2 separate regions of the Acanthopagrus latus genome follow, and region 1 is linked to region 2. The links are chromatin contacts, called in public Hi-C maps. All regions are on one chromosome and are shown on one strand. The core of a region is the stretch at or near the end of the contact, and the rest is flanking DNA. Distances in the headings are between cores, read along the strand shown.

Region 1 (4,838 bases), core at 505-3,004, 140 kb after region 2:
CAGTATGTGTGCCTTGAGCTCCTGCTTAAAAAAAAAACAGACCAGAAAGAGGTTGGGAAAAATAACCTCCAAGGCAGTGTTGTTATTTACTTCATTCATCTTAGATGACCCCATTTACAATTCTTCTGACTTTGATGTAAAGGGAACACCTCTCCCTCTTGGCTCTTCAGTGGTGGAAGGATTTTCTCTCTTTATGCAGAATAATCTCTCACCAGTTTCATGACTATCCTCTGACTTACTGCCCCCTAACCCACCCTGAGCTCATACAAATTAAGTCTTGTGTATTCCTCAAGATGCTAAGACACTCATGCAGCACCTGTATCATGTTACAAGACAGACTGTTACCATGATTCTAATTTTTTTTAAAATTGTAACTTAACCACTGCTGCTCTCTAGTGCCTCTTTTGAGCACTGGCATATTTCACTAGTCAAACTCATCACTTTCCACGTATGTACAGAATGTTAACAATGAACAAAAAACAGACTATACAGACTATAATGTTCTGCTGTAATAAGCTAATATTGCAAAATGTTTTATCATCCAAAATCACAGCTGTACAGAAAGAAAATAAATGAATGGATGTCTTCACCAAGAGCTACTTTATAGATACTTATCACTGTGCTGACTGATTCATTATCCACCAGTAGTACCGACCAGTATCGGTTTGATTTCTGACCTTCATGAAACAGAACCTGTGGTGGTCCTGCTGCTTCTGTTTCTGTTGAAGTCGAACGATCAGCTGTTTAACCTGATTAGCGCGGGAGCCTGTGATCAGAGGCTCTGATTGGCTGATTTCTGCCAACAGGTCATCTGGGTTTGTTCTGCATGGTGGGGAAAGTGTGACTTTTAAACCTCAGACTGACCGATGGTGATACTTTTAAAAATGATAACATGACTTTTATTTAGGAATTGTAAAGGGTAAAAACATCAGTTGCAACTCATCCAAATAACGTTTATAAACGGACCACACAGCATTTATTATCATGAGGATCTTGCCAATAAACAATTGCTAATAAGTCATTTATAAAGCACGTCATTGCTTGTCAACTGCAACAAAGTTAAACAGTTAAACAAAGTTAAATTAACTGTGATTTTGCCGTTTTGAATCATATATAATTGTCTATCTTAATGATATCATAGATATTATAAAATCTTACCTAATATATATGTATTAAGAGACCAAGAAAATAATACAGATGACCCTGCTCCCACAATAGAGTTTTATGACATTACACTTATCAAAAAGCCACTAGGCTGTTGGCTAGCTTCATACATTTAACAATGTATGACACAACTCACGCACTCTGGAGTCAAATCCAAAAGGTCGATTGATTTGGTCCTCAACTGCCCTCCTTTGTCATATTCCAGGATTATACCTGATAGCAGAAAAAAAAACATTTAAACGAGGAGCGGCTATCCATGTCGGCTAAACTGAACAGAACTAGCATTCACTCGGCTAACATTAACCAACATAGTGGTGCAGCTAGTAACGTTAGCATGTAAGTTGTTGTCAAAGTTGAAAACCTTCCTCTACAACAGTTCCATTCAGACGAAGTGACGTTACAGATGGGACACCTTTGCGTATTTTAATTATTTGTATTACCTGGAGGATAATATCTGAGGAGGAACCGCTTTAGTTTCATGTTTCCATGTGTTGGGTTAGCTAGCTTCTTCACATAACCTATCAACAAAGCGTTGCTATGGCAACAAACTCGCGGCACGTGCAGTAATGACGCATGCGTATCACGAAGATAAAACCTTAACGCTCAGGTGGCACCGCTTTTATTTTGAAATTGTACAATAGATTAGGCAATAGATTGGAGATAATACATCAGTGTTTGACTCTGAAGAGAACAGAGCGCAGAATGTAAACAAAATTATATTTCAACAGACAAACAGTAAAAATAAAGATACATTAAATGAAAACATAACAGTTCTAATCAATCAAAAGCTATGGCGTTTCCTCTAATAATCCTAAGGCATCAGTACTGTCCAGAAGTTTCATTGCTCTTTTCTTTTTCATGCATTTTCGAGAATTTTAAAATAAATAAAGTTTCTTCATAATAATCGTCCGTTAGGGGTTGTGTTCTGATACATTTCCATTTGAGGAGAAAGGTTTACTTAATAGAAACGAAATATTCGACAAAACCTTATATTTCTTATCTTCCATTATAACTCCAAAGTATTGCTATAAAAGGAAAAAGACAAATATTCTTAAATGATCTCAAATTATTATTATTATTCTCAAATTATCTGCTTCCTGTGCTTAAGATATAACACAGATATTAAGATATATATATATATATATATATATATATATATATATATATATATATATATATATATATATATATATATATATATATATATATATAATTTAGTAATAATTCTATTTAGTAATAATTCTAATATTTTACTATTTAAATATTACTGTTTTTACGGCTGTTGACATTTCTTTTTTGAGAAATGATTAACCATTTACTAATAACTTTGCTGCTGAAGTGGAGTCATCTTATTTCTGAACTCTTACCTCTGCTTAACAATAACATGTCTCTCTTTGTTCACTTGTTTGATATAATCTAGCAGAGGCTAGTAACTGGAGAAAGCCTCATTACATCAACTCTCAGCTTTCCCTCTGTTTCCTAACAGTTCAAAGTCTATCGCTAATAAACTTTGACGAAGGCACGTGCAGATCACAAAGATACTGTGTGGTTGTTTAAGCTACTATTCCTGATAGCTCTGGGAAACACTCTTGTATTTAAGGGACGAGCCGTGTAGTCAGACTAAAAACCAAGACCACGGTTTTCAGGCAGCACTCTTGGAAATAAAGACCAAAGAAGATCCCTGGGAGATTCTTCTCAGGTAAAAGCATGGCGTGTTGGGCCAAGCTGGAGTCCTCCAGCTGGATTTATCCCACTGCACTCCTGTCCCTCTATGGGTTTTTTGCAAACTGCAGGGTAGCAGAGCCCTTCCTCACAGCATACTTAATTGGACCAAACAAGAACATCTCTGAAGAAGTGGTAAGAATGGCAGTCACATACACAGTCCTCTATGCTAACATAGAATTAATTTACAGTTTGAGTCTTTTATTAGCCGTACTTCTATGAGATCAACTGCTCTTCAGTTTCAGTTGATGATGAGATAGGCATGCCTGGTTCAGCATCTTGTTCTCTGTTGCTTGTTGTTTCCCCACAGGTGACCAACTACCTGTTCCCTATCTGGACATACTCCTACCTGGCGTTCCTTTTCCCTATTTTCCTCCTGACTGACTTCCTGAGGTATAAACCCCTCATTATGCTGCAGGGGCTCTTCCTGGTCACCAACTACATCCTGCTCTGCTTTGCCCCGGGTCTGCCTGCTATGACCTTCCTTCAGGTCCACTGAAACACAGTTGAAAATTGTTGAAAATCCAACATTTAGTTCTCAAATAATGCAGACGACTTTGGGCCCACTGCAAAAAATGACTGAAATCTTTTTAAAACTGTTCCATCCAACCAACAGGTCAACTATGCTGTTGTGACGTCCACAGAGGTGGCCTACTTCTCCTACATTTACAGCGTGATTCCGGTTGAGAATTACCAAAGAGCCACTGGTTACCTGCGGAGTGCCATGCTGGCTGGATATACATTCGGTGCCAGCCTGGGCCAAATTCTCATCTCCTTGGCGGGTAGGGTATCTTAGCCTATAATAAATGAGTTCCCTATATTCTCTCCTCGTTAAGGTGAAGGCATAACAAAATTCACTGCAAAGAAGATTATAAAGGAACTGCACTCATCTAACTCAAGCACTGATGAGCTCTAATCAACAGGAGTGGACTACTTCTACATCAATGCTATCACCCTGGGGATTGTAAGCATGGCTTTTCTCATCTCCTTCTGGCTGCCCATGCCCCAGAGGAGCCTGTTCTTCAAAGGCAGAGAAGCTGCAGCTGGGGGCCTGCAGTCCCAGCAGGGGGGGCCACCGGGACCGAATGGGCCTGAGGAACCGGTGGTGTATAAGGACGGAGCTGGCTCGGAGAGAGAGAAGATGGAGCATGATGGCAGCACTGGCTGGTGCAGCGGGGAAAACATGGCCTCCGCGGGCCATCTACTTTGGCGAAGCTTCAGGGAGTCGTATTCTTCCAGGCATTTACTTTTTCACATTTATTTTTTTTCAATACACATTACACTTGGAATGTAGATCTCCTGAGCCTTTTGTCCTGTATGATTGTTTAATGTGTAAAATGTATTCACATGGTATTAAGTCATTATATAGTATTTAAAGCCTTACTAGTTGCAATCATTATGATACTGCATTTTAATTATGCCCACCATGCAGGCGTTTAATCTACTGGTCCCTGTGGTGGGCTCTGGCCACTGCTGGCTATGTGCAGGTTTTCAACTACATCCAGTTGTTGTGGGACCATATAGAACCATCTGCCACATCGTCCATCTACAACGGAGGTGTAGAGGCTGCGTGCTCTCTTGTGGGTAAGACTGGTGTGTGTGTGTGTGTGTGTGTGCGTTTGTGTTTGCATGCGTGTAAAAGAGAAAAAGGTCCCTATATCTGAGCTACCTCAGTCTGATCTGGTATCATCATGTAGAGAAAGTCTGGAAATATTCTCTATTTTTATTAACATCAACAAACCCCATCAAATAATCATATATCCTGTATAGCCAAGGCTTGTTCTTCTCTGCTTTATATATCCATTACTGTCCAAAAAAGCACATCAGCTAGTCACACTATTGCACTGGATCATATGCTCCATTACTACAATGAATATGGCCACTGTAGGTCATTTTTATGCCATTTTTGTCAATATTTATGAAATGCATTAAAAAGATATGCCCATGAAATA
Region 2 (5,015 bases), core at 2,254-4,753:
AGTACTTGAGTAAATATATAAACTTACACCACCGGTAATCATTTTGTATATTATAAGTATTCTGTTGAATGATCAGAAAGTGGGCAGCACCATTATGATATGGTACAAATCATATTCTTAAAGTGCGAACAGAGAACTTTTCCCAAGTGGCATTATTGTGGAGCCACTGTTGAAAAGATAACTGGATCATTTCTGTTTGCCCTCAGAGTAGCAACTACCAACAAAGCTTGAGGTTGGTTGTACATTTAGTTAATGATAGAGACATAAGCAGGTAGAAATGGTGCCAGTCTGCCAGCCTATCTGGATCACCAGTCAACATTCATTTTCCACAGCCTGGTGGAAGACCTTCATCGTGAAAGCAAGGCTCATAGAGAAACCAATTGTAACGCTAATGATGTCAGTATTCACACATTCAACATTTACTTCAAAATGATATGTTAAAAAGGAAAACTCGTCTGCTGTCTTGTCTCAGTAATGCTGAACTAATGCATGGGTCATGATGACTTAATGCATAAATGAATGCAGGATGAATCCCGGATTCCTGTTGCTCACCATTAAACAGTTACACAAGTTAAGTAATAAGTTCAAACTTAATAAATAATCAGTTAAAGAGTGTTAATTCACAGTTAATTCACACATATTTAGGGGCACTGAAAAAGACAAGACTCTCTCAGTCAGGGCATGGGGGTTCAGATGGTTTGATGGTTTGTCAAATAAAGATATCCTGAGCAGTGTGTACCAAGCTCTGATTTAAAGTGTATTAACTTGCAACATGATGTCCTGGTTTGGTCACATTTCTGTGCAAAGTAAAGCCAAACTCTCCAGTGGAGTTAATCAGAGACTCAAAAACACAGGCTGCACACAGACGCAGCTCACAGAACAACAAGGAAAAGCAGTGAATCCCACCCTCTCATACCTTTGTGAGCTGATGTCATCAGGATGGAGCTCCAGGGTTAAAACATAAAACACAATTTATCCCCGCTGCCACTGCCATCTTTTAACTCCTGTCAGTAAACTGCACTCTGCTTTTTTACTGCATGGATTTTGACTGTTCTTATAAATGCACTGTGTATGTTTTGATATGAGTCATACACCAATGAAAGAGACATTTAAACGATTTTCTGGACAATAACGTTTTTGAATCTTGAATTGTTTTGAATCTCAGTGTTTGCATCTGATAATCGAAGAAGTGTCATATTTCCTCGTAATGAGGAGAGAGAATACACAAGTCTGAGCTAAAGTTTTATGTGACTGGGGACAGCTAATTTGGTTGCACATCAGTTAATGAATGCAGTTACTCTGAATTAACATTCAACAACAACAATTAACGCAAAGTAACACGATCATTTGTTTACTGTGAGCAGCAGGCATCCATAATACATTCTGCATTGATCCATGCATGAAATCATGAGCAATGCATTAGCTAAACATTACTTATGCATATGATTTATACCCTTATTATAAAGTGCAACCTCGTTATCTGGGAGACCTCACACAATGTTTCACTCCTTTCCCTATTTCAATGTTAAATATATTGTTACTTTGGCCATTAGGCATCTTTTCTTTGCTGTTCCTGTTTTGTCTGGCTCATATATCAGTGAGAGCATCATTTAACCTGTGTTTTTGTATTATGGTTAGCTAATGAAACTCCTTTCCAAAATGAGGAAATTAAGTTGTGTGGCATTGGCAGAGAAAAAGCATCATTATTGTGCAGAAAATTCTGCAGCCTGATTTATTAGCTGCCTCAGGAAGCAGAAGTTCTTGTTAGAGCTCCGCACATTGTGAACATTCACAGGTCAGTGATACAAAGCATGGCATCACCTCACAGAAAGATGATTTAGTAGAGAACTGCAGTCTCTGGACTGAGGCTTATATTACTGCAATCCATCCGGCTAAGAAGAACGTGCTTCGTGCTATCAGCTTGGTTTGACATGTCCAGGGATTTACCTTTTAAAGAAACAATATATGACCACTTCCAGTAAATAAATACACTACTCTGTTTTGAGAAGCGAAGCCCACTGTGGTAAAAGCAGATTTAGATTGAGCCAGAGTTTGAAACATGATGGAGAGGTGTACACTTGCTGTCAGAGGAGGGCTACAGGTGAACAGTCAGGCTGCACGCTGTGAAAAATAATAATCAAAAATCATTTTTATTTTTTTTTTCCTTTTGACTATTTGTGCTCCTAAAGCGACTCGAAGAATTTGACAAACATGTAGTGAGAAACAACATCATTCATAATGATTTGATCGGTCATATGTTGGTGTATGTTATCTATCTAAGTTGACAGAGTGGTGATAAAGATTTTGTGCATGTTTTGGGGCACCGAACTGTCAAAGCCTCTGCTGAAGTCACGGCACTTGATATTCAAGAACAGAGCCAGTGACAGAGAGACACTTAACCAACTTAGACAGCATCCTCCTCAGCCACAATGAAGTGATAATCACACTTCAGCCTGAGACATCTGACACACTAAATCAAACTGTAGAGGGTTTTTTTTTTCTGCTGGTCAGTGTTACACAAGGCTTCAGCTCATATACTATATTATATTTATTGAAAAACTTATATCACTTTTTGAATGCTTGTTTGAAAGTTTAAGTCCGTTGCTTTTGACACCAAAATACCTTCTAACTTATGCATATCATGCAATGATATATTCTCTAGTGTGTATTGTGTAGAATATTACACAAATAAGGGCTAATTTCACTGAATGGAGGCAAAGCAAATACATGTGATGACATTGATTAATTTCATTAATTTCAAAGTATTGATTTAGTATTTTCATTAGCTGTGTCTATTTTCCCTGAAGGGGCCTTAAAATTGCATTGGGTGTGTTTTCAGAAGTAGAGACTCTGTAAAGTAATTAACAGTTTAACTATCAAGAAATTGTTTAATAAGTTTGATAAAATGTTTTACTTAATGATTATGAGTTTACCCCCCTTATCTTTAATCTAATCAATTTAAAATTTACATTGGAAGTTGATAAAGATTGAAGGGATGCACATATGAAACTCTTGTAGCTTTATATATCAATAAAGACATAACTGTTGGGGAGTATGTGCATGTGGTTATATATGCTTATGTGTACATGTGTTCATGCCATGAGTTAATGTACGGACATATCTGCTGCTGTGTGTATTTATGTAAAATATGTGTGTATATGTGTATTAAAACAGAAAGTTTGTTCATCCTCATTCAGTCTTCAAATGTGTTGTTTTCAGATAGAGATATTGTTATTCTGTGCCTATTGTGTGTGTATGTTTAAGTACCCAGTCGATATGATTTCATATAATTTGATAAGGCAGTTGAAAGTCATTACAATCAGTTTCAGTAAAAATAAAGTCATTTAAAAGAGAATAAAACAGTTATAAACGAGGTGAAAAACACTTTGAAAAGGTGTAAACATACCTGTCAAGATAAACTAATCTGATATCTACCTGTTTAGCCTTTTGAGAGACGATGCTTGTGATTGATTGGTCATACCTGCAGAGGCCGGAAGGGGGAGCTCTAAGCCGCGACGACAGGTTGTCTATGAAACTGCCGGAGAGGAGGCCTTGTGTCTTGCTGATATTTACCCCTTTTCAGGTACGAAATTATTGTTAATGCTTTAGAATTTTTTAGTATGTTGTTTTTTGTGTATTTTACGGACATGCATACCAAATTATTAGTGTTTTGGAAACATTTTGTTTAATGTTTTTTATTTCTAGCTTGTTTGCTGTTAAGAAGCAGCTAGCTTAACTCTGTCCTCATGTCATGATTAATTAATCAGTATGATGCATATTTTGTGCATTTAAGATACAGAGTATAATGCTGCAAGTGTGTGTGTAGTTAAATGCTAATGCATTTGTCAGTTGATGAAGCACCTGCTCAAGAAACTTAAGAAAAAAGGACTATAACAAATGCAGAGACAAGTGCATATATGCACATATTTTTTTTAAAATTCCTATTCTAATTTAATTTTATGTTTATTCATAGGCCTTTTCATGTGTAATTAACAGGTGGCTTTGACTCTTTGTCAAAGAGAAAGTGAGAAATGCAAATATATTTACCTGTCTGCTCATAATAATAATAATAATAATAATAATAATAATAATAATAATAATAATAATAATAATAATAATAATAATAATAGTAATTTCAGCCCTTAACATCATGTCTTACCTCTAAAACAAAGTGTAATCAACTGGAGTCATCGTTTTTTTAGTTGTCGAACTGAACTCACATTAGTCCTTCAGTTGACCTCAGCCTCGTCTCTTACTATCAACATGAATTCCTAGAAAATTTCTCTGGTCACTCCTTCCATACCAGAACAGCTAAATCAACCTCCAGCAGAACACTTCGCATCACTTAATCAACCTCGCTGGTTGCTGGTTATCCCAAGCATCCCATCCGCTCTGAAGTCAAGAGCTGCAGTATTCTCAGTCATCAGTGTTTGCTTGGAAAGATTTATGTGGGTCTGCTGAGCCCAGGAGCTAGAGATCCTTGCCAAAATCTTCATCACAGTACCAAATTTCACGTTTTAGTTACAAATTACCTTGGTATTGAAAAGTTGGAAAGGAGGTCAGGAGACTGTTTCTATTAACTGTCAGCAGAAAGGACATTTTGTTGGTCTGTAACCAAACACCTTGTTAGTTGTCTTTATCCTTATTCAAGGACGTGTGTGTGTGTGTGTGTGTGTGTGTGTGTGTGTGTGTGTGTGTGTTTCTGCAGCATGTGACTAAGTGGTTCCAGGACCGTCCCCCGTCTGGGTTATCTTGACTTTCCTGTCAACATGTCACATCCCACAACAGCTCTGTTCCTGGAGAGGCAAGGGAGGGCTCCAGGTGCTACTAATGGACAATCTGAAAGGTGTGTGTGTGTGTGTGTGTGTGTGTGTGTGTGTGTGTGTGTGTGTGTGTCTGTGTTGTGTCCATATTTGCATGTGTGTTATTGGAATTCTTTAATGATTTTCTCTGCATTATGCCATCACCGCTTCATACCTAAAATACTTAATAGGTTGATTGCCAATGGTTCCTAA

What was found. A called contact is a pair of places that touch in the nucleus more often than the background predicts.
Region 1: a Hi-C map of muscle shows a contact between it and region 2, with 2.7 times the contacts expected there. The contact joins the promoter of daw1 here to the promoter of LOC119012137 in region 2. A contact is called at or near these places in 3 of 4 Hi-C or Micro-C datasets (liver and muscle).

The regions. Positions count from the first base shown.
Region 1 is chr2:19,145,316-19,150,153 of fAcaLat1.1, forward strand. daw1 (dynein assembly factor with WDR repeat domains 1) reads right to left here and starts at 1,755. Exons shown (of 12, transcript XR_005072476.1): 1 at 1,605-1,755; 2 at 1,305-1,377; 3 at 678-822; 4 at 1-24. slc19a3b (solute carrier family 19 member 3b) reads left to right here and starts at 2,679. Exons shown (of 8, transcript XM_037117767.1): 1 at 2,679-3,021; 2 at 3,197-3,376; 3 at 3,503-3,668; 4 at 3,810-4,125; 5 at 4,319-4,470. The coding sequence starts at 2,872.
Region 2 is chr2:19,002,382-19,007,396 of fAcaLat1.1, forward strand. LOC119012137 (A-kinase anchor protein SPHKAP) reads left to right here and starts at 3,504. Exons shown (of 14, transcript XM_037085692.1): 1 at 3,504-3,583; 2 at 4,709-4,846.